7 separate regions of the Mus musculus genome follow, and all the other regions are linked to region 1. A link is a contact called in public HiChIP or PLAC-seq and promoter capture Hi-C data. All regions are on one chromosome and are shown on one strand. The core of a region is the stretch at or near the end of the contact, and the rest is flanking DNA. Distances in the headings are between cores, read along the strand shown.

Evidence for each region. Promoter capture Hi-C pulls out the DNA fragments that hold promoters and counts their contacts. HiChIP or PLAC-seq counts read pairs in DNA pulled down with a chosen protein or histone mark.
Region 2: a promoter capture Hi-C map of embryonic stem cells shows a contact between it and region 1, with 2.2 times the contacts expected there. The contact joins the promoter of Rab11fip3 here to the promoter of Telo2 in region 1. A contact is called at or near these places in 2 of 39 promoter capture datasets (embryonic stem cells and liver).
Region 3: a contact with region 1 is called in a promoter capture Hi-C map of liver, with 2.2 times the contacts expected there. The contact joins the promoter of Capn15 here to the promoter of Telo2 in region 1.
Region 4: a contact with region 1 is called in a promoter capture Hi-C map of neural stem cells. The contact joins the promoter of D630044L22Rik here to the promoter of Telo2 in region 1.
Region 5: a contact with region 1 is called in an HNF4G HiChIP or PLAC-seq map of pancreatic cancer cells. The contact joins the promoter of Rab40c here to the promoter of Telo2 in region 1. A contact is called at or near these places in 1 of 484 Hi-C or Micro-C datasets (muscle stem cells), 2 of 115 datasets of contacts at active chromatin or transcription factors (astrocytes and pancreatic cancer cells) and 1 of 9 other capture datasets (liver).
Region 6: a contact with region 1 is called in a FOXA1 HiChIP or PLAC-seq map of pancreatic cancer cells. The contact joins the promoter of Wfikkn1 here to the promoter of Telo2 in region 1. A contact is called at or near these places in 2 of 39 promoter capture datasets (both in liver) and 1 of 115 datasets of contacts at active chromatin or transcription factors (pancreatic cancer cells).
Region 7: a contact with region 1 is called in a FOXA1 HiChIP or PLAC-seq map of pancreatic cancer cells. The contact joins the promoter of Wdr90 here to the promoter of Telo2 in region 1. A contact is called at or near these places in 2 of 39 promoter capture datasets (embryonic stem cells and liver) and 1 of 115 datasets of contacts at active chromatin or transcription factors (pancreatic cancer cells).

What each region holds. Positions count from the first base shown.
Region 1 is chr17:25,114,545-25,117,489 of GRCm38.p6, forward strand. It overlaps Telo2 (telomere maintenance 2), which reads right to left and starts at 1,423. Exons shown (of 21, transcript NM_001163661.1): 1 at 869-1,423; 2 at 393-741. The coding sequence starts at 727.
Region 2 is chr17:26,067,965-26,070,909 of GRCm38.p6, forward strand. It overlaps Rab11fip3 (RAB11 family interacting protein 3 (class II)), which reads right to left and starts at 1,554. Exons shown (of 14, transcript NM_001162868.2): 1 at 1-1,554. The coding sequence starts at 1,213.
Region 3 is chr17:25,984,453-25,987,397 of GRCm38.p6, forward strand. It overlaps Capn15 (calpain 15), which reads right to left and starts at 1,422. Exons shown (of 12, transcript NM_001347334.1): 1 at 1,019-1,422. It overlaps 1700022N22Rik (RIKEN cDNA 1700022N22 gene), which reads left to right and starts at 1,378. Exons shown (of 2, transcript NR_166913.2): 1 at 1,378-1,584.
Region 4 is chr17:25,949,905-25,952,849 of GRCm38.p6, forward strand. D630044L22Rik (RIKEN cDNA gene D630044L22 gene) reads left to right here and starts at 1,568. Exons shown (of 7, transcript NR_152187.1): 1 at 1,568-2,854. A930017K11Rik (RIKEN cDNA A930017K11 gene) reads right to left here and starts at 2,661. Exons shown (of 3, transcript NM_001358019.1): 1 at 2,087-2,661.
Region 5 is chr17:25,918,290-25,921,234 of GRCm38.p6, forward strand. Rab40c (Rab40C, member RAS oncogene family) reads right to left here and starts at 1,425. Exons shown (of 7, transcript NM_139154.2): 1 at 1,363-1,425; 2 at 1,076-1,260. The coding sequence starts at 1,217.
Region 6 is chr17:25,879,426-25,882,370 of GRCm38.p6, forward strand. Wfikkn1 (WAP, FS, Ig, KU, and NTR-containing protein 1) reads right to left here and starts at 1,433. Exons shown (of 2, transcript NM_001100454.1): 1 at 439-1,433. The coding sequence starts at 618. Rab40c (Rab40C, member RAS oncogene family) reads right to left here. Exons shown (of 7, transcript NM_139154.2): 7 at 2,689-2,945.
Region 7 is chr17:25,860,095-25,863,039 of GRCm38.p6, forward strand. Wdr90 (WD repeat domain 90) reads right to left here and starts at 1,421. Exons shown (of 41, transcript NM_001163766.1): 1 at 1,091-1,421; 2 at 813-989; 3 at 561-723; 4 at 278-448; 5 at 1-39. The coding sequence starts at 1,366.

The DNA of each region.
Region 1 (2,945 bases), core at 173-2,672:
GGGAGGCAGAGCCAGGTGGATTTCTGAGTTCGAGACCAGCCTGGTCTACAGAGTGAGTTCCAGGACAGCCAGGGCTACACAGAGAAACCTGTCTCGAAAAACAAAAACAAACAAACAAACAAACAAAAAAACCCTGAAATGTCCTGATGATCCTGAAAGTGCCACAGAATAAAGAATGGGCCCAGTAGAAGACAACAAGTGACCTTTAGGGCATCAGCTAGGGACAGTGGAGACTCTCTGAGTGCTGATCTGCAAGGAACCCTATTCTTCCTCCCAGCCTTCAACAAGAAGGAGTGAGGCCAGGCTAAGATGCAGGGTCCTTCCCCTTACAGTTTTAAGGTGTTGGGAACCTTCTCAGAACTTGGGCGCCCTGTTGCTCACTAACTGCTCACCCAGCAGTGCTCTCAATGGCTTCCATCAGCACCAGGAAGGCTTGGTCTGGAGGGCCATCCAGGAAGAAGCTCTCCCAAAGCCGCTCCAGCTGGCCACCGGGGGACAGCTCCAGCCAACCTGGGCTCAGCTTGCTGACCAGACATCTAAGGACGGCTGAGAAGTGGACAGTGGCAAACTCCTCCTTCTCCTCAGGAAGAACTGGATCCTCGGTTCCACCGAGGTATCGTTTCAGAGTCCCCAGGGTAGAAAGGATATGGCCAGCATCCTCTGAGGATGAAAGGATGTGAATGGCTTCCTGGACGGTGAGCCGGACAGCAGACAGGGCTGGGTCCATCCTGCAGAACAGGGCTGAGGGTCCGAGAAAAGCATGTTAGAGTGTCAAGAATTCTTCCCATGGCACCCACGATGTTAAGGGAGGAAACAGTTGGGCCGGTTCCAAATCTCAGGCCCCACCCCCCTACACACACGCACTTACTTCTGCGCTTCCAGGCGCTTCACTCACAATCTCACTCACGCTCTCCCGTCCTTCTTCCGGGTTTCCCGCCTGCCCGATGATCTGACAGAGCTTCAGTCCCGGACTGCACCGGTGCACTGTGGCTGTCTCCTCTGTCAAACCCACTGATAGTTGGATGAGTGAGTGGCTTGCCAGGGTGCAATAACTAAAACTCCTCCTCCGTCTGCAGCTCCAGGTTAGCACCCAGCCCCCTAAACACGAGGCCTTCGGCTCGTATGGGAACTGGCCATGCTGCAAGGCAGGACACTGCAGCCCCGACTGGACCAACCACTCCTACAGGGTTCCTCTGGCCAGCATGCTTCAGAGCCGAGGCCACATGCTCCCTCTTGCGCGCCGCTGATTCGCCACGGCACCAGGACCACGCGCCAGATTCAGTGTCAGCTGAGGGCAGCTGTGAATTCGAGTCGCAGAGCTCACGTGAAACCTGCACGGATATTTAGAATTTCTGGGGCTGATACAAACGCGTGGCTAGGGACGAATCAGCGGCGCGCCAACGCGCTGATGACCGCAGCATCTGCGCCTGCGCAAGAGGAGGAAGAGGCGTGGCCTAAGAGCCTACGGTGGGCAAGGCCTGAGGGCAGGACTCCGGTAGGCGTGTCCGCTCTATTGGTCCCCTGGTGACTGCTGTCTCTGTTTTCCTTAATTCTGGAGAGACTTTCCCCAGCACATTACCCCACTATGCTGCCTTGGGTCGGATGACTTTCCACTCTAGAGCACTAATCAACTCTCTAGGCGCCCTGAGGGAAACAGAATAAGGAAGCCAGGAACAGCGGATATGGCCAAGTTGTAATGCGGATGCGCTGATGTATTTGGTGGTACACAAGGGTGCACGTTTACTGCGAACACGCAAACTGCGTCTAAACTGCCCTAAATGAAACACCACTAGCTGAGTAAACACCCAGGGATCCTGACTGTCGTCTGAACTTAGCAGTGTGAAACATTCCATCATGGCAGAACTTTTCTTGACCATCCTGATCTGGAAGATACATTGAGGGAGCAACATTTCAGCGGAACTGGGTGTGGGTGGAAATCTGAGCAAGCTGTATTCATTCAACATCATCAAGCAAAATTACCCTTCCTGAGCAGGAAATGAGCCCACTCAAGGCTTAGCAGTTAGCAGAGCATACCAGGGGCCAGAGCGATTATCTTAGAGGTTAAATTACGTGTGGCTCTTGCCAAGGTCCCAAGTTCAGTTCCCAGCATCCATGGAAGTGTTACCGATCAGCCAGCCAGGATCTCTACACAAATAAAAACTGGGGTTAGTCAAAGAGAAGGTCTTCAAATGGTAGCTTTCTTTTTTTTTTTTTTTTCTCCATGTTTGGCCTCAGTGAGAGATGGCAGATGACTCCCCTAGTATTAGGGGACTGGAGGCATTGGGACCCTTAGCCCTAAAAGTATTCTAGCTCTTACGTAGGTCAGGAATCCTTGGCTCTTTCCTGTGGCTGGTGCAGCTTCCACTAAGCAGATTTGGTGATTGTAGGGACTCTTCAGCCCTACAGCTTTACAATTTTTGTGTAGACCTTCGCTCTTAATGACAGCCAGTGTTAAAATTCTTGGCCTAGGGTTGAGACCTCTTGGCTCTCTGGAACTCATCTGGCATCCAAGGCTATGCCATCTCTTCTCTGGTTTAGTCAATTATCCTCATTCAGTCTCAGTTTCTGCACTCCCCTGATGCCTTGGCTACTGCTTCCTCAGCTATGACAAAACTGACTGTCCTGTCCCTTTTGTAGCTTGGCCTGCCAATTGCTCAGCTGTCTCTGCCACCTCTTTTTTTTTCATGATAACAGCTTAGCCCACATTACTGAGAGTAGGCAAGCAAACCCTGGAGAGGAGCCTTTTACTGTACCTAAAGCTGCAACAAAAGGGAGGAGATGAGGAAAGTCTCTCCCAGAGGGAGTCAAAGCGGCTGCCTTCAAATCCTGAAAAGGGGCACTTCCTCTGCTAACAGTCTTTGCACCAGCCTCTGTAGTTCCTCAGCTAGGCCACCAGAGGACGTGTTCTTCTCAACCTGGTCGAAATGGTTGCAAAAAGCCTTGGG
Region 2 (2,945 bases), core at 304-2,803, 950 kb after region 1:
TCTGCTCCTCCGGCCAGAGGCACAGCACCTGGGGCTCCTCTGACCAACATCGTGATGGATCGGGCTCGTCTGGTTCATTGGCCCAGAAACACGGTGGGTTGAGAGCATCCGGCTCCTCGGATTCCTCGGGCCAACAACAGTGAAGTGCATCGGCCTCCTCTGGTTCCTTGACCAAGAGGCACGGTGCATCGGGTACCCCCTGCCACAGGTGAGAGACATCAGGCTCCTCTGGCTCCTTGGCCGAGAGGCACCCTGTGTCCGCCTCCTGAGGACAGCTGTGAGAGGCATCAGGCTCTTCTAGCTCCTTGGCCAACAAACACGGTGCCTCTGACTCCTGGGGCCAGCAGTGAAGGGCGTCAGGCTCTTCCAGCTCCTCCGTCAAGAGGCACGGTGCGTCGGATTCCTCCCACTTTTTGGCCAAGAGACAGGGCACGTCGGGCTCCTGGGGCCAGCAGCGAGGGGCGTCGGGTTCCTCCAGCTCTTTGGCTAAGTGGCACGGTGCGTCTGGTTCCTCCAGCTCCTTAGCCAAGTGACAGGATTCGTCGGGCTCCTGGGGCCAGCAGCGAGGGGAGTCGAGGTCCTCCAGTTCCTTGGCCAAGTGGCACGGTGCGTCTGGCCCTTGAAGCCAGCAGCGAAGGGCATCAGGTTCCTCCACCTCCTTGAGCAAGTGACAGAATGCGTCTGGTTCCTGGGGCCAGCAGCGAGGGGCGTCGGGTTCCTCTAGCTCCTTGGCCAAGTGGCACGGCACGTCGGGCTCCTGGGGCCAGCACCGAGGGATGTTGGGTTCCTCTAGCTCTTTGGCCAAGTAGCACGGTGTGTCGGGCTCCTGGGGCAGGCAGCGAGGGGCGTCGGGTTCCTCCAACTCCTTGGCCAAGTGGCACGGTGTGTCTGGCTCCTGGGGCCAGCAGCGAGGGGAGTCGGATTCCTCCAGCTCCTCTGCCAAGTGACAGGATTCATCGGGCTCCTGGGACGAGCAGCGAGGGGCATTGGGCTCTTTGGCCCAGCGACTAGGAGCGTGAGGCTCCTCTACCTCCTCGGGCCAGCAGATTGGCGCGTTGGGTCCCTCTGGCCACCGTTGAAGCTGGGCGTGTTCCTCGGGCTCTTCTGACCAGCCGCGAGGAGCGTCGGGCCCCACCAGCCCCATGACCCCACGCTGGGGCCCAGACGCTGGCTGGTCGTGGTCTGACAGGGAGGTCGGCTGGCACAGCTCCATGATCCGGCGCCGGCTAAACTAGGGATGATACGAAAGGCGCGGAAGGCAGACAAAGGCGCTCAGGGCGCGGCGGCGGGCGCGGGCATCCCCGCGGCGACGCGGGCGGGCGCGCGCGGGGCGCCCGGACTGCTGAGGCTGGCGCTCGGGCCCTGCTCCGCCCTCGCCCATCTTCGCACCGCACCTTAGCGGCTCCCGGCCCCGCAGCGCGGCTGGCGCGGGCCCATGGCAGCGGCACAGTCCGGATGATGTAAGGACCCAGTGGCGGGGAGTGGACGGTGGGAGACAGGCACCGGCCGGGCAGCGGAGGATGAAGCCAGAGCGCCTGAGCTTAGGAACCCAGTGAGGGACGCCGGCGCCGGCGCCGGCCCGCCCTCCGTCGCGCGTGACGTCAGCACGCCGTGTAACCTGATCACGCCCCCATGGATTGCTATAAAGGTGAGTTCGAAGAGGGCACAGCTTAGGGGCGACGGTGCTCTGCCCAATTCGAGTTTTCCGTACGATTTGCGCGAGTGGGATGAGTGAAGTGTTCTGTCGCAGGAAGAGGCGCCCGAGAATAGGTTTTGGAAAACTATTGCTGAACGGGAACAAAACATTCGCATATCCCAAAAGAAGCCGCTAGTCCCTTCTGTGTGACTCCTTCACAAACTGGTGGTACAAACCAGAATATTAATTGGCAGCAAGTAGGAGCGAAGGAGCGCTCGAATTGCCCCACCAGGTAAGGAATTATCCAAAGTCTCTCACACAAGGACAGGATCTAAGGGGCTCACACATTCATCCACAGGAGCGCACAGTAAAATAAAGAGGCACAGATGTTGTTTTACTTTGATATGTTGTTTGGTATCTTTTTGAAACAGGAACTTGTGCAGCCCACGCTACCTTTAACTCCTAATCCTGCCGCCATGGATTGTAGACTGGCCCAAACAACCCTGCTCTGAACATGTTTTTAAATTACATAAACAGCGCTTATCTCTTTATTGCTAACTAATGCCGTTATCATCATCAAAGGGTCGTGCTCAGAGATGCGGAGCAGTTGACTAAGCCAGTTGGAAGCAATGAGGTGCATCTAGTCAAGAACTAAATTTAGCCATTTAGCCAGGGGAAACTATGAACCAATTGTACACTCGTGGGCACCATGGACAAGTATGGTTTCATAAGCAGTTTTGGCAAAAGCTGAAAACTGAACTCCGTTTCCAGGTGTACAGCCAGCTAATCTACTGAGTCATCCCCAAGCAAAACTCCCAGCATATTATAGGAGACTTCCAGCAGCTGGGAAAAAGGAAGGTGATGTGCTCCCTCCCTAAAATGTAGTCCTATTTTCCTGTAAGAACTGAATGCTTTTGTGAGGAATATATATATTGAAAGAATAAAGTCCCCTCTATCTAATGCAAGGACTGGAAATTCCCTTTGACTGACAAACATTCTCACATGCAGTTCCAGTGAGTGCCAACCTTTCTATTTAGTGTGTCATGGTAAGTATCCACCTGTCCTTTGGTGTTCTCAGTCAAGATCAGTTTTCTGAGGAGCCAGGTGTTCCTGTTGTGTGCCAAAACTAAGAAAAATATTTATGACTTCCAGCATTTGTGTGCCCAAATAGAACCAGTGTGTAGAGAATGCACACCTCCTGGCTCAGACCAAGCAATGGGGCTGCAGATGAAAGGTTATAAGGAGTCAGGCGATGGGCTGGTGAGATGGCTCAGCACTAGCTGCTCTTCCAAAGGTCCTGAGTTCAAAT
Region 3 (2,945 bases), core at 172-2,671, 870 kb after region 1:
GTTTCTGAGCCTTGGATCCAGCAGGGTTCAAGTCTTCCTCCATGGAGGTCAATGACCTGTCTACCAGTCAGACAGCTCTAGACATTCTTAGATGTTAGAAAAGAAATGGGTGCATCTCTGTGGAGCAGAAGGACCTCAAAGGAAACAGAATCTACTACCCCATGGAGGCAAGCTACTGTTCAGCAAGACACAATTGCCCTAGACTGCAGAACTGTGGTCCTGAGCGCATCCCTGACAGCTAGACTCTGGAAGCAGGGAGAAACTCAAGAGGCAAGCTCCACATCTGTGACTTGCAGTTCTCCAGACTGGGAAAGGGGAAATTGCCACTGGAGGGGTAATCTCACAGTTTCTTACTGAGTAGCAGTTCTTCCTGATTTATTGCTGAACTGCAGGGTCAGCAGCAAACACTCAGGTAGGCTCTCAGGTTCTCCTGAAACTCAGGAGGTATCTATCCTGTTTTCGAGGCTAGGTGTTTCGCGGTCCTGTTTCAGTATCTGTACTCAGGGACCCTAAGAGCCAGCCTAGCAAGGACCATCTGGCCACACAACAGGGTTCCCAAATCAGACGTGGAAGGGCCCCTTTTTCAGAAAACAAAAAGAAAATCCCGCAGCTGTCAAGGGGCTGCTCTGTAACTTTCTCGGCCTGCTGACAGGCCCGCAAAAACAGAAGTGTGGGATGAGGGGGCACACAGGACGCTTTACTCTTGCTGCCGCCCCAGGCAGCTGCAGGTTTCTGCAGACAGTGCCCCCACGACCTATACCTTCGTACAGTGGGCCAACGCTTAGCCCCGGACAAGAGGGCACTCAAGGACAGGCAGGCACCGAGGGTCGCCTGCGTCTGAGGTTCCTAGGCTGGCCTCGAGTGACCCACACCTCCGGCGCGCTTCCCCCTCCCCTTCCCGCTCACCACAAGCCAGGCTACTGCTCCCAGGACAAACATGGAGCATCCCGGCTGATGCCCTGAGGCCGAGCTCTACGAGTCCTAGGCCGTCTGGCCGGCCGCCTACCGTGGAACTCACCTTAGCGAGCCGGCGGCGCCTCCTCAGCGCTCGCGATCGGTCTAGGCGGGCGCGGCCCTAGTGCCGGCCCTCAGTCGGTTGACCCACAACTTCGACCGGAGGGCACCAAGGGCCCCTTCGCGCCAGCCGCGATGCTCCGCCGGCTTAGCGCGTTTTGGCCGCGAAGATCCGTCTCGGCCCGGCAACCTTACAAACGCCTCCGTAGCTAGCGCCCGCCGTCCCGCCCGGCCTACCCGCTACGCCTTACGCTGCTTCCGTAGCGTGGCGCCCAGCCGGGGCCCGAGGCTACAGCGCGTCAGGGGCGCACGCGGCACTGGGAACCCGGAGCCGGGACTACGGCTCCCACAGGGCAGAGCGACGCGGCTCAAGGCACGCCGGGAATTGTAGTCCATGAATGGTCCTACCCTCTACTCTTTCCCTGAGATTTCGCCCTCCCAACGTGACCGGAGACGCTCAGTTCACGGATGCAGTTGGTACTCCCAAGCTAGTTTGATGTGGCGCGCTGGATCCGGGAAGAGAACGGACTACAGCTCCCAGGATCCCCTTAAGATGGGCTTTGGGCTCCGGTAGGCGTCCACGGGGTTCGAGTGTTACTGCGCCAGGGGAGATGTCGGGAGTCTGGGTCGTGATTTTGTACAAGGTCTGAACCGGTTGTCTGCTGCGTTGGGGCAGTAGGTGGTACAGTCCAACCTAGCTGCCTTGGCTGCTTTCTACCTCTTCCAGCGACTTCTGGTTTCTTTCCCAACGGTCTGAAGCAGCAACCGTGCTGGCACTGCTCCTTCCGAGGTTACTCCATCTGAGGTCTGTGTTTACTCGAGTGCTAGATAGGCACGTCACTTTTTCTAGAGAAACACTGGCATCTGAGGCAGTCCTTTGAGTTATGTTCACAAGAGCCCCCAAGCTATTTCCCATTAGAGCCCTTTGGCTCCCCCGAATTAACTTAATTCCAGCCACTTGTCCTCTGCAACTGAAAGCTAACTAAGAATCAGGCTGCTAGCCGGGCGTTGTGGCCCACGCCTTTAATCCCAGCACTCGGGAGGCAGAGGCAGGCAGATTTCTGAGTTCGAAGCCAGTCTGGTCTACAAAGTGAGTTCCAGGACAGCCAGGGCTATACAGAGAAACCCTGTCTCAAAAAACAAAACAAACCAAACCAAAAACCAACCAAAAACCAAAAACCAAAAACAAAAAACAAAAAAAAACATAGCACATAGCAAAAGGACACCCGGCACTCTGAATGTTGTGTGAGAGATTGGGTACTATTTGCCCCCGGACCCAGAAAACCTGAGTCTGGCTCAGTAGAGACTACAGATAATGTTTCTGGGAAATCATTCATGCTCCAGAAGCTAGAAAGCTAAAGACTGGCCATTGAATTCAGGATGCTGTGGGGACACCTATGCCTGAATGGGGAAGACACCAAATTTTGGCAAGAGGAGAGGAGCAGAGGCTGTCTTCCTGAGCCCCCTGACAGTGGTGAAGTCACTGCTCATTCATCAGTAGGTGATACCCATGATCAGGAGAATGGCCAAGCTGGATCCAGGACAGTATCTCTGGTCACTACGGGTCATCACTAGTGCAATGATGTATCACTGCACTAAGTAAGATGATCACACAGCAGGTAAAGCTGGATCATCCCAGGTTGGCTGAGCCCTGATCTATGCTAGTGTAGTATGGGCCAGAAGACAGACACCCTGTTGAGTGCACAGACCACAGGACACCCTGCAGAGGTCAAGAAGGGCAGAGAGAGCTTTGCAGGGACAGAAGCCATAGATCAACCACCCTGACTCTTGAGCAGATGGGACCCAACACTATTCCTCATAGTTTTGGGGCCACAGCTACAAAGGTATAGTTGCTTAGGTATAGTTGCATAGTTGCTAAGGAGACTGAGGCAGGAGGGTCATGAGTTCAAAGTTGACCTGGGCTAGAAAGT
Region 4 (2,945 bases), core at 318-2,817, 840 kb after region 1:
GTGTAGCAAGAGCCACCAGTCTGATGGCCCTCTAGAAACACTTCCTTGGTTGAGCCACCTGCCCCTACCAGAAACTGAAGCAAATCACCGAGATTAGAAACCAACAGAAACTTTGAGATCTGACTAACACTACATGTGCACAAATGTGTGTGAAAGTGCATGTGTGTAACCCGAGCCGGCTAGTGAAGTGCCAAGTTCACACTGGAGGTCTCTTAGGGGGTTCAGCCACACATGAGGCAAATCCAGGCTGGGGGGAGTGGATGTCACAGCATGGCCCCATGGCACAGCCACCTGCTCAACCCAGCTCCATCTGGGTGGCTTCAGGCAGGTCAGTGACTGAGCCTGCAGTGACCGTGCTCAGCCAAGACCCTCTTCTCCTCACGTCCTGCACACTGGCTCAGAAACTTCTCCCTTCACTCCATCTGGGCCACCACCTGGGCTGTCCACTCTCCCAGCACTCAAGCTTGTGTATGGTGGGTGTGCACATAGGCTTTGGGTGTGTGCATACAAGCGTGCAAGATTCCCAAGGAATCCTTGTTCTACACCTAAAGGAACAGCTCCTGCATGGTTGAGCTAACCAGGCACAGGGTGTGCCACAAAGGACACGCACATCCACACCACTTCCCACTCAGGATGGATGTGCCTCTTCACGACAGTATACCTACATTACAGACTATGCCCGAAAACACATGAAGACATGACTGGTAACTCACACTTGGTCACAAACTCATCATGGATGCAGACATACATGTGCCGCATGATTTGAACAGCAGGGACGGGAGCGGAAGGCAGTTGCTGAACTCAGCTCTCTTGCATGCTGGCCATTACACTTTGCCCATGATAGATATTCACCTTTAGTCCCACCTAAGATCAGGTGGGCACCCCTTAGGTAGACAGCTAGATGGGTGGAAAGCAGTGCATGCCAGAAGGCTGGGAATCACACAGAGTTCACATGGCCAGCCTGGGCTCTAGAGATGACTGAGCAAACATACATTGAGGGAGACTCAAAGGTTGGGTGGTGGATGCTGGCTCAGGAAAGGGTCAGGGGCCCCCTGGAGGGTTGCAGATCTAGCCTGGACTTGGCATGTATACAAGCAGTCTCTTCTGCCTGCATCCCGCCCCCCCCCCCCGCCACCTCACCCCCGCCCCCCTTCTGCAAGATGTGATGACAGATAGGCATGTGTGCTCAGGCAACAGAGGCGTCTGTGCAGGGGCCATCGATCACCCAGCCCTGGGAGCCACACAGCTGTGCGGATTGGTGCTACCGCTTAAACTAACCTCCCAGCCCGGACTAGGTGGTCCTTCTGGGGCCTTGGATCCAGGGGTTGGGGCTCCTCCTGTGCCTCCCTCCAGACCAGGCACCCGAGGTGCTGACCTCTCCAAGACCCAGAGGATGCTGGGCACTGGTCCAACACAGGGCACATCCCTACACTAGCCCCCACATACACAAAGGCACACTCATCCTGCCCGGCCCCAGCCCCAACCCCAACTAATGACCTGGCATGGGTTCCCTGGCTGCGTGCCTGGTCTGGAAAACTAATAGCTGGAAGGGCCAGCCCACCTATCCGTTGACCCTCTTGAGACTCAGTGTCCTACAGGGATGAGCGCGGGAGCTGAAGAGGATAGCTGGGACCCCAACACCTTTCTTTTGCCTCCCCGCTGCGGGCGCCGCCCTGACGAGCCCTCACGGTGCTGGGATCACAAGCAGCCCTTTCTATGCATCCGTCCAGAGCCGGAGCCCCAACTTCGCGGGAAGTGCCGCCCGCTCACCTTACCGCGTCCGCCGAACCGAGCCTGCGGCGTCTGCTAAATGTGCGCCAGGCAAAGGGTCAAACTTCCTACTTGCGAACACCGCGGGGTAACCGAGGTCCAGAGCTAGAAGCGGCGGCAACTCCACGGCGCCGCCGCCTCCTCCCGCGTTCCCCGACGCCGACTCGCAGGCGCCCACCAAAGTTGGCAGAGAAGCGCGTGCGCCACGGCGCGAGCTTCCAAACGCAGCGACCTCCGACCGGGCTGGGCGCGGGAGGCGGGACACTCTCAGCCGCAGACGACTCCCACCTCTTAGCACACTGCCCTGCGCACTCACCGGACGCGCTGGGACTGCTCCTGGAGGGAGCGAGGCCGGACCCGCCACAGTGCCGCAAGAGATTGGAGTGGCGCGCAGGTGCGGGGCCGAGTGAGGGGCGCCTGGCACCGTCCCCGCCCCCGACGCCTGCAGGCTGCCGCGGGGGTGCGTAGAGGCAGCCAAGTCTCCCGGGTCCCCGCAGCGGCAAGAGGGGGCGTCAGCACGCATCAGTCAGGGCTCTGGCCCCTGACAGCCGCCTGCCCACCCAAATCAGGGCCTTGGGGCTGAACCCTAGGACAGGGAGCCTCCAGAGCGGACTAGGAGAGGCCAAAGCCCGGAGCTCAGGCGGTGGAGTCTATATCTCCTTGCCAGCTTCCACTGGGCAAGCCAGGGAGCCTATGTAGTTCTTTTACTCCAAACAGGAGGCGTCTCCCACACCCCTTGCTCTACCCGCTGATGGTCACTATGCACTGACACCCCTACCCCTGGATACATCCTGCCATTCCCAGCCCCCACTCTTCACGTCCTAAGAGGTTCCTCCCTGCTTTAGGAGATCCAGTGCCAGTGCCCACTATCGGAAGGGCCTCATCCCCACTGGTGGCTTCTCCTGGAAGGGCTATGGGGTGACAAAGGACCCAGGAGGGTTTGGAATGCCGAGCACACAGTGAATGCTGGAACTCCCTTCCCTGTAATGTCTTCATGGCCAGAACTGCTCCTGGGTTGTCAAAACTTAAAATCTGGGCTCACACTTCTAGCCAGATCCCAGGGAAATTTGCGTAATTGTAATTGGTGAGTTCCAGGGGTGCATGTGGGCATGGCTCCCTCCCTCCCTCCCTCCTGCTCTCTCTGTCTCTGTGTGTCTGTCTGTCTCTGTCCGTCT
Region 5 (2,945 bases), core at 175-2,674, 800 kb after region 1:
GAAAGAGGATCCAGCAGGAGGCTGTGTGGATATGTGGTTGAAGCTGATGGGGAAAGGAAGAGTGGAGCAGGGACAAGCAGTCTCTCCAAAGCACAAGTTAACACTAAGCATTTCTGAAGCCAAGCCCAGCCCTTCCCACACTCCCCCATTGGAAAGGTAACCCCCCAAAGCCTTTCTGAGCAGGGCTGTCACCCTGGGACGCCCAGTTAAATACCAGTCAAGGCTGCCTGGCTGTGCAGAGGTCTTTTCACATACCCTGCAAAGTAAAACCATGACTCTTCCTTTCCTGCGCTGAAGATGCCTGCTGTGAACTGAAGCTGAGAGGTGCTTGGGGAGGACTTACAGAGAAGATCCAGCGCTACTGTTCAAAAGGAAGGGTCCTCCACTGATGTCCTGGCAGTCATCACCCTTGACAAGTCCTAACTGCTAAGAGTGGTAGATGTCTTACCTACACACTCAGCTGTTATTTACCAGACCGCCAGTACTCAGAGCAGTAAGACAGGGCTAACAAGACCCCAGAGAATGAAGTAAAAAAGCAGAGTAAAAGGGACTCGGGAAGCGACCAGGAAGGTAGAATTAGTCCAGTGATATAAGATGACAGGCCCACTGCACATTAATTCCTCCGGAGTCAGCAGCCCCTGTGATCCAATCCCACCCACTGTTAGCTACGATTTTACCTTAAATATCTAAATTAAGAGGCAAGCTCAGGCAAGTGCCAGTGATGCAATCTACCTTGTGTATTTTTTGCCATGCACCCGGAAGTTAACAAAAATCACATCGCAGCAGACCTATTTTCTCCCTGCACAGGGTGCGGTGTCTCTGAGCAAACCCCTCCGGCGGCAGTGCGGTGAGCACCGGGCCCGTCGTGCGGTATCTGCCGCGCGGCCCATTCCAGGCCCTAATGGACTCCAAAGACCTGCTGCTGTGACTTCTTAGTAGCCACCAGGACCCGCGCCCGCTTGCCGACGGCTCCTCAAGGCAGGGCCAGAGGATACCGCAGCGACACGCGCAGAGGCCGCCCGCTCCCGCGACAGGCCGCTCCCACCTCGCGCGCCCACAGCCAACCCCGGCCTACCGTTGCTGTAGGCGTACGGGGATTCAGCTGCGCCGTCCTGAAGGCTCTCCAGGATCTCGCCTTTGCCCACGTCGCTGTCGCCCACCAGCAGGAACTTGAGCAGGTAATCGTAGCTCTTCACTGGACTGCCCTGGGTGCCCATCCTCCCGCCCGCCGCACCGCGGCCCACGGCACCGCCGCCAGACCTGCGGGCGAAGGCTGGTGAGCGGCCGTGCGGTCAGGACGCTGATGCTCCCGCCCGCTGGCCACCGCCCCCAGTGCACCCGCCCCGCTGCCGCCAGCTTCACCTCAGCCTCCTAGCCGCCGCCGCCGCCGCTGCCGCCGCCGCCACCCGCCGCTTCCCGCACGGCACCGCGCAGCCCCGCAGCCCCGCCCCCGGATGCGCCGCCGCCATTGGCCACCCTCCGCCGGCCCTCTCCGGGCCATTGGCCTGGCAGCCTGGCCGTCACGGTCGCCCCGCCCCCACGTCGCCCCACACAAGGTGCCGCCCAGCCCACGGTCGCCCCGCCCTGCCCACTCGCCACTGCTACTGGCCCGCTGCCACCCTCTTTCTCACTTCTGTTGGTCTACATGCTTGTCTATCACTGAAGTCCCGTCCCCGCTATTTCGTACACAGTGTTGCTGAGGCTGGCGTTTTTCCCCGCCTCCTCGCTGTGACCATTGGCTACTTCCCACTGATTTTCCGAAATCATTGGTTGCTCTTGCATGTCCATCCCAACCCCTACTGCTTCCTGCAGGATGCCTCAGAGCCATAGTAGCCGGGCACCGACCTGCAACATCCTGGCCTCCCGCCCCCTCGTCATCACCATTGGCTACTACTGCTAAGGCATTTGTGCCATCTAACATCGATCATAACCTCCTAGGCCCACCCCTTTCCTAATTCGGGCCAATCAAGAGTCAAACATTACACAAGTCTACCCTTCCCCCCTCGTGGACAAGCGGAAGGGTAGAGATAACTCCTGCTTCAGCTGAGTCCCGGGAGGAGGGTGTTGGAAGGGGGCAGGTTATCTATCAAGCTGCGTTGGCCGGCCGCTCTCACAGAGACCCAGAAGGGAAGTAACAAAGTTCGTCGTACACTGTGGGGCTCGCCTTCCCTGAGGGCAGGGCGGGGACAGCCACTTAGTGTTCGCCCTGGAGGGGCAAGCCTCTCTCCCTTGTGGGCTGTTCCAAGGGGTGGGACTTCCTCCTGGCTGCGGAGTGGGCGGGGCCGCTACTGAGTGTTTTGGCACAAGGATGGCGGCTGAAGTCCACCTCTGAGCTGTCTCTTGTGGGGGACATCCTTCCCAAAGCGGATCCTGAGGGCTTGGACCAGCGACTGAGCAGCGTTGGCCCGGTGAACTCCAGGATGGGCAACGCATTGCATGTGCACACTCGGTCGGCCAGCTCCAAGGCTGGAGGGCCACGGACAGCGTTCTTGGTTAAGAGTGCATTCACAAGTCACATAAATAGCAAAAAATTTAAAACGTAAAACATAAGCCGGGCGTGGTGGCGCTCGCCTTTAATTCCAGCACTCGGAAGGCAGAGGCAGGCGAATTTCTGAGTTCGAAGCCAGCCTGGTCTACAGGGTGAGTTCCAGGACAGCCAGGGCTATACAGAGAAACCCTGTCTCAAAAACCCAAAACCAAACCAAACCAAACAAAAAACAAAAAAAACCGTAAACATAGATTGGGACCAACGCTCTTGCACTGTAAGCCTAACAGTATGAGTTCGATCTCCCTCCGGTGACTGACCATCTGTAATCTCCATCTAGCTCCGGCTCCTATAATAAGAAAGAAAGGAAGTAAAGATAGGAGAATTTGTCCAGCAGTTCAAGAGCTACCTGGCCTGGTGTAAGCCCATTTTAACAGGGGGAAAGGCTGCAATGACTTCT
Region 6 (2,945 bases), core at 183-2,682, 760 kb after region 1:
TGGAACAGTGTGCAGGCAAATGCTCTGCCATCAGAGGGCGCACCACCTTGGGAGCTCTTTGTCCCCTTCCCAGTCTGGGATATGAGGAAAGGACTACAGACAGGCCAGGGCTGGGAAGGTGATGATGCCATTTGCAGGGGTAGGTCAGAGGCCTGGGCCCACATGACTTAAGAAAAAAAGTGGTGCTCAGGCACGTGAGAGACAGGATTGGTGAGGTTGCAGTCAGTCCGGGAATTGGAGATGTTCTTGTTCTTCAGAGGACAAAAAGGTAGGGGTATCCTTTGAGCCCCATGTACATACAGGTCATGGCCACAAATCCAGGTAAATTGAGTGTGGAGGAACCCTGGAGGAAGCAGACTCCTAGGGTTGGGGTCTACTCCCCCCACTGAGGAAAGAACTAGGGTGGGGCCCAGGATCCCATGAAATGCCAGTGCTCACCTGGTCCCCGGTACACTCACGCTCACAGGTGCTCTGGGCGTCGACCCACAGGTGGGGGCTGAGCTCGTTGGGGCACATGCCAGGATGGCTTCCGGGATCTGGCAGCAGGTTGGTCTCCGAGGTCAGATGGATGAGCACGAAGACAAAGAGCAGAGGCAGGAATGGCTGTGGGGCAGGCATGGGGACCACAGGGCCAGGGAGTGGGAGTGTGTGGCCACCAGCTGAGACTCCCTATAGGCATCCACCCTATAGGGTCCTGGGCCCAGGATCACTACCCCCTACCTCAAAGGACCCTCTCCTGGGACTCTTGGACCCCGCAAGGCTTGAGCTCACAGGTGATGCTGCTCTTCTCTGAACCCTGAATAGTTATTCTGGGGCCTCTCAGAACCTGTCCACAAAATACTGGCTGGCCCTCTCCCAACCACTGTGGGTGGCTCCCAGGCTCTGGTCAGCATAGGACTGGGAATAGAAGAAGAGGAAGGGCTGGGGAGGGGCCAGAGGCCCTGAAGCCCAGAGCAACTGACCACTAGGGTCACCAAGGGGCGGAGAAGGGCCAGCTCAATCAGGGAGGGGGATGCTGTAACCTGAGCCCCTCCCTCTACAAGCTGGAGCCCAACAGGGATCAAAGTCTCCTTAAAGACCCTCCCACCCTCTATTCAGGGAGGAGGGGCAGGGCTGGTAAATTTCGGCTTTTGTCCTCTGCTCTTCAGTGTCCTATTCAGTGAGGTTGGATAGGGACCCAGTCCAGCCCCAGCTATTAGACTAGATTTTCTCCAAAGGCAGCCAAGGGCCACACCTGTCATAACTATAGGTAAGGCACCTTTCCCACTGGCATGGAGTAAGAAACCCCTAGGGTACTTGGCATCTGTGGTACACACTTGTAACCCCAGCACTGGGTAGGCGGGACACAGGAGGATCCAGATTGAGGCCAGCCCATAGCTACATAGCAAATTCCAGGCCCGTTTGGCCACATAAGAACATACTGTCTCAAAAAGAAAAAAAAAAAAAAAGGTCTTGGCATCTCACCAGCTGAGGGCACAACTCGGCAGGATTCATCCTCCCAGATGTACCAGTTTCTCTAAAACTGGGCTCCTGGCTTCTAGCTAGGGTCTGTGCCACTCAGTTCCTTCAAATGGGCAAGGCAGGTACAAAATAAATAAAAAGGCCATCTTATCTGGGTGGAAGCAGGTGACCCATGTGCACTGGCCATAGACAGTCTCATGGCAATGACTGATACATAGTGTAAACAAGAGCAAAGAGAAGCCAGCCAGCTGGTCACACACAGGCTGAGACACATGGGGCTCTCTGGGATGGCCAAGTGCACCTATCAAAGAGCAAGCATCCTCGGTGTTGCTCAGGGAGGATCTAAGTACATTCAAGCCTTGCCCCAACCATCCACCATGAAGGCCAGCATCCATTCTTTAACTGAACTAGGGGCTTCACTACCGTGGGGGAGGGGAGGGAGATCAAAGCTGGTGGCAAGACAAAGGCCCTGCCTGGAATCTGCTTTTCCAAACCCTTTCTGTGGCTCCAGAGGTCCCCAGGGAGTGGTTTTCTCAGAGACAGGAAGGAAAAAGTCTGTGTGACCCTCTGTCTGACCTCCTGACCCAGGAGGCAGGGTAATAAGAGCCTGGTCTGGTCAGGAGATCAAGAGATGGCTACCAGGCGCCAGTGTCTGCTGCCTTACAAAAGAGCCGTCGTTGAGGCAGCTTGTGGTGTTGAGGGGGCAGGGATTGCCAGGCCACAGGCTCAGAATGCAACTAAGGAAAAATGCAGGTGACACCTGAGCCAGAGGCCACTCTAAAGTGAACTGTCCAATCCCACTCAGTGGGATTTGCCTTCCAGTGTATGAGCTAGAACCCTGGGTGAGCATGGCCTGCAGAGGCCATGACCTGCTAGATGCTTTCCTGCTAAAGGCACCAACGCCAGGTCCCACTCACAGATATCCTTCATGTTGTGGTAAGCTATGTGCCCTGGGCTATGTATGAGTAAAGGCTCTGTCTAACCTGGCCAAGATCTGACCTCCGGAAACAGTGTGGCTTGTAACCAGGCCTGGCTACTTTGTGGCTGGGAATGTGAACCCAGTGGATGGATGGCTGCAGGTCAGCAGGGTCAGCTGCGGGGAAAGTTAACAAAGCCTGGGATCATTCTGTCAGGCACAAAGCCATGCTGGAGCATGTGGCAGAACACACCGCCAGACACCCCTTACCACCCCCAACAAACCACAGTCAGATGAAGCCAGACACAAGCTCACTGCTGAAGTACATTTACTGTACAAAGAAGTAAGAACAAAGAACCAGGAATAGTGGAGTCCACAGCAGCAAGTGTAGTGTTGATGGTGTGCACGCAGGCCAATCCAGGTCCTCAAAGTCTATACCATTCTATCGCGATTCCAGAGAAAAGGTCTCTGTCAACAGCAACAGGACTGGTGGGGAAAGGTGATGCTTGATTGTACCCAGCCTCTGGGTCAGGCTCCCAGGTCAGGCTGCTGCTTATCAGGCAGTTCC
Region 7 (2,945 bases), core at 171-2,670, 750 kb after region 1:
CAGACAACTTTGCACGCCGGGCCTCAGTGACAGTGACAGCTACAATGAGCAGGACTGTTCTAGATCAAGGGACATTTGTCCTATCCCTTCCCACCCCAGGCAACATGCATTACCAAGTATCTGCCACTCCACCAACCAACCCACCCCAATGCTCTTCCTGGAGCTGGGAGCCCTGGTGCATGGCTCTCCTCTGAAATTGGTAAGTGGTTCTTATCTGCCAGCTAGCGGGAGGGTTCTAGCCTTCTGACTGGGATGGGGCATGAAGTGTGGGCCTCACCAGGGTCAAAGCACAGATCACTGGTGTAGAGGTTTCTGACTAGCAGGCTGGCACACAGCCTGATGCTCTTGAGATGACTATAGTGCCTGCCCAGGTAGAACATCAGGATGTCACGCAGGTCCAGCTGTAGGCAGGTCCAGCGGGCACGAGGAAGAGCTACACCTGCCAGGTCTGCAGGACACGTGCGAGGTCAGCACCTACCATTTTGTTGCAACCCCTCTCAGCCCCATCCCCTAGCTATCCTCAGGGCCACACAGAAGCACATGCCCAGTTGGGCCTGTACCATCCCGTTTTAGGCCTTCATTCAAGCCGTCCCTCTTGGACCAAATGTCACCACCTCTCCTGGGTGTCTTAGTCTCGAAGACAAAGGGGAACTGAAGCCACGTTGTGGAGGACTTGAACTCCTTAAAGAGGTTGGAGAAAGACACACGGATGACCTGGCCGTCCTATGAGGCAGAGCGAGGCCATTAGAAGGAGATTATGGCACGGTGGGAAAGCAGCAATAGACACCCAGCCCTCCTTCCAAGCTGGGCACCTCGGTGGACACGTCCAGGTGGATGACAAAGTGCTTGGTAGGCACAGGCCGGAAAAGCACATACAGGTACCGCCCAGTCAGCCCCAGAGACTGGGTGCTAGTTCTGGGGAGCTGGATGTAGTTGCTGGCAGATACAGACCCACGGATGCGATACACAGCGCTCTTCAGGACCTTGTCCTAGAAAGAGAGAGGTGCTGCAAACAGGCGCAAAACTGGAGGACAGTCACAGTGCCCACTGGGAGATTTCTCAGGAGCAGGAAGGACCCCGCGGCCAGTACCGTCACCACAGCCACATCTCCCTCTTTGCTGGACCGTTTCCACTCATCCACCCTGAAATGTCTGAATACATTGAGGAAAGGGTGCTGCCAGGCTGCAGAAGGGACGCCGCCTGAGCACCGATCTGGGGCAGCGCGCCGCGACCCTCCACCTCCGCCCGCGGGACGGGCTTCTGCACGAGGTCCAGTCACTGACGCGGCGGGGACCTCGGACCCGGGACTCCCGGGACGCGAGCCCTGACGACAGCGCGTCTCGCGCGCGCCGCTACCTCCGGCCATGGCGCTACAGCTCGCGCTTCCCGCCTCAGCTGACGCTGTCTTACGCAAAACACATAGCACGGCGCCTAGCAACAGCCTCCTGGCAACGCGCGTCACTTCCGTCGCCGCTGCAGCAACGCACAAATATCCCGCTGCTGCGTGGTCCTGGGCACCTAGCAGGCCCCTAGGTCTTGCGTGGGCTCGCCCTGCCCACTTCCACCGCTGTTGCCTCCTGCTTGGGGCTTTGCGGCCTCGCCCAGCCGGGGCCTCAGCACTGTGCAGGGAACTGTGCTAAGTAGCCGTGGTCGCTGACTCTCTCAGAGGCCTCCGGTTTTGTTTTGAGAGCTGAACCTTTTTTTCTGTATGTGAGCCAGAAAGGTCATGCTGAGACCTGTCCACATCCACGGTCCACCCAGGCTGGGCCTCATCTCTGCTTTCTAACTGTGTGGAGGTATCTGATCAGCATCCAGGGTACTCTGGGTCTCCCTGCTTCAGGAGAGTAAGGTCCCTGTGCCCACTGGGGTGCAGCTTTCAGATAACCACATCACCACAGGTTCAACATATACCCAAAGACCCTTGAGGCATTTTCCCAGTATACTACAGCAGACCTCCAGCTTGAGAGAGAAGGTCCTGCAGTCGAGGGCTAGGATTCTATTCCAGCTAAGTCCTGGTGGAGAATGGACTTTGCCTCCCAGACATGCTCTGTCTTCTCCTAAGGATTAATCCTGTTAACTAATGCACTGGGTTCCTTGCTCAACTTTTTTTTTTCCCTTTTAGACGGAATCTATGTAATCCTGGCTGTCCTAGAACTTGCTATGTAGATCAGGATAACTTTGAACTCACAGCTCCAGCCTCTGTAGTTCAGGGATTAAAGGCCTGGGCCAGCCATTCCCTTCAGAGGCCCTTCTGCAAGGTAGCTGACCTTATCTCTAAGAGCAAAGCTTTTCTTCTTCCTTCCCCCACAGCAGTTTAGAACATTTATAGCTGCCTGCCTTGGGGTTTTCCCTTTAAAGGCTAATAAATTCCCAAACTTCTATTTCAGTCTGGTTTTGTCCTTGAGCTTGTTTGTGGCCATTCTCTTTCTTGTCTCTTTCTGTCTGTCTTTTTGAGACAGAATATCTCTGTGTAGTCCTGGCTGTCCCAGAACTCACTATGTGGGAGCAGGCTGGCCTTGAACTCAGAGATCCTCCTGCCTGGCCGTTTAAAATCCATATATTAATGAAACTTAAGAACCCCAAGAGGGGACCTTGATTTCTCCAGTATCACCAAGATTTCTTCCTTTTAATTCTTTAATCGGCAGAGAAAACAAACTCTTTCCTATATCTCACTCCAGTATCACCTGGGTCTTGGGTCTGACTTTGGCCATTGTCAAGAAAAAGAGGTAGTGGATTCAGATGAGACAGCTTGAAACTACATATTTCCAAAATGAGCTGGTCAAGGACCTCATCACCCTAGTTATCGCAGCATGGTGGGGCATGTCTTTAATCCCAACACTCTGTGAGTTCCAGGCCAGCCAGCCACCTGTCTCAAAAAAAAAAACAAAAAAAAAAAACAAAAACAAAAAAAAAAACAGAGCTGGACAAAGCTTAACTTCTTCTAG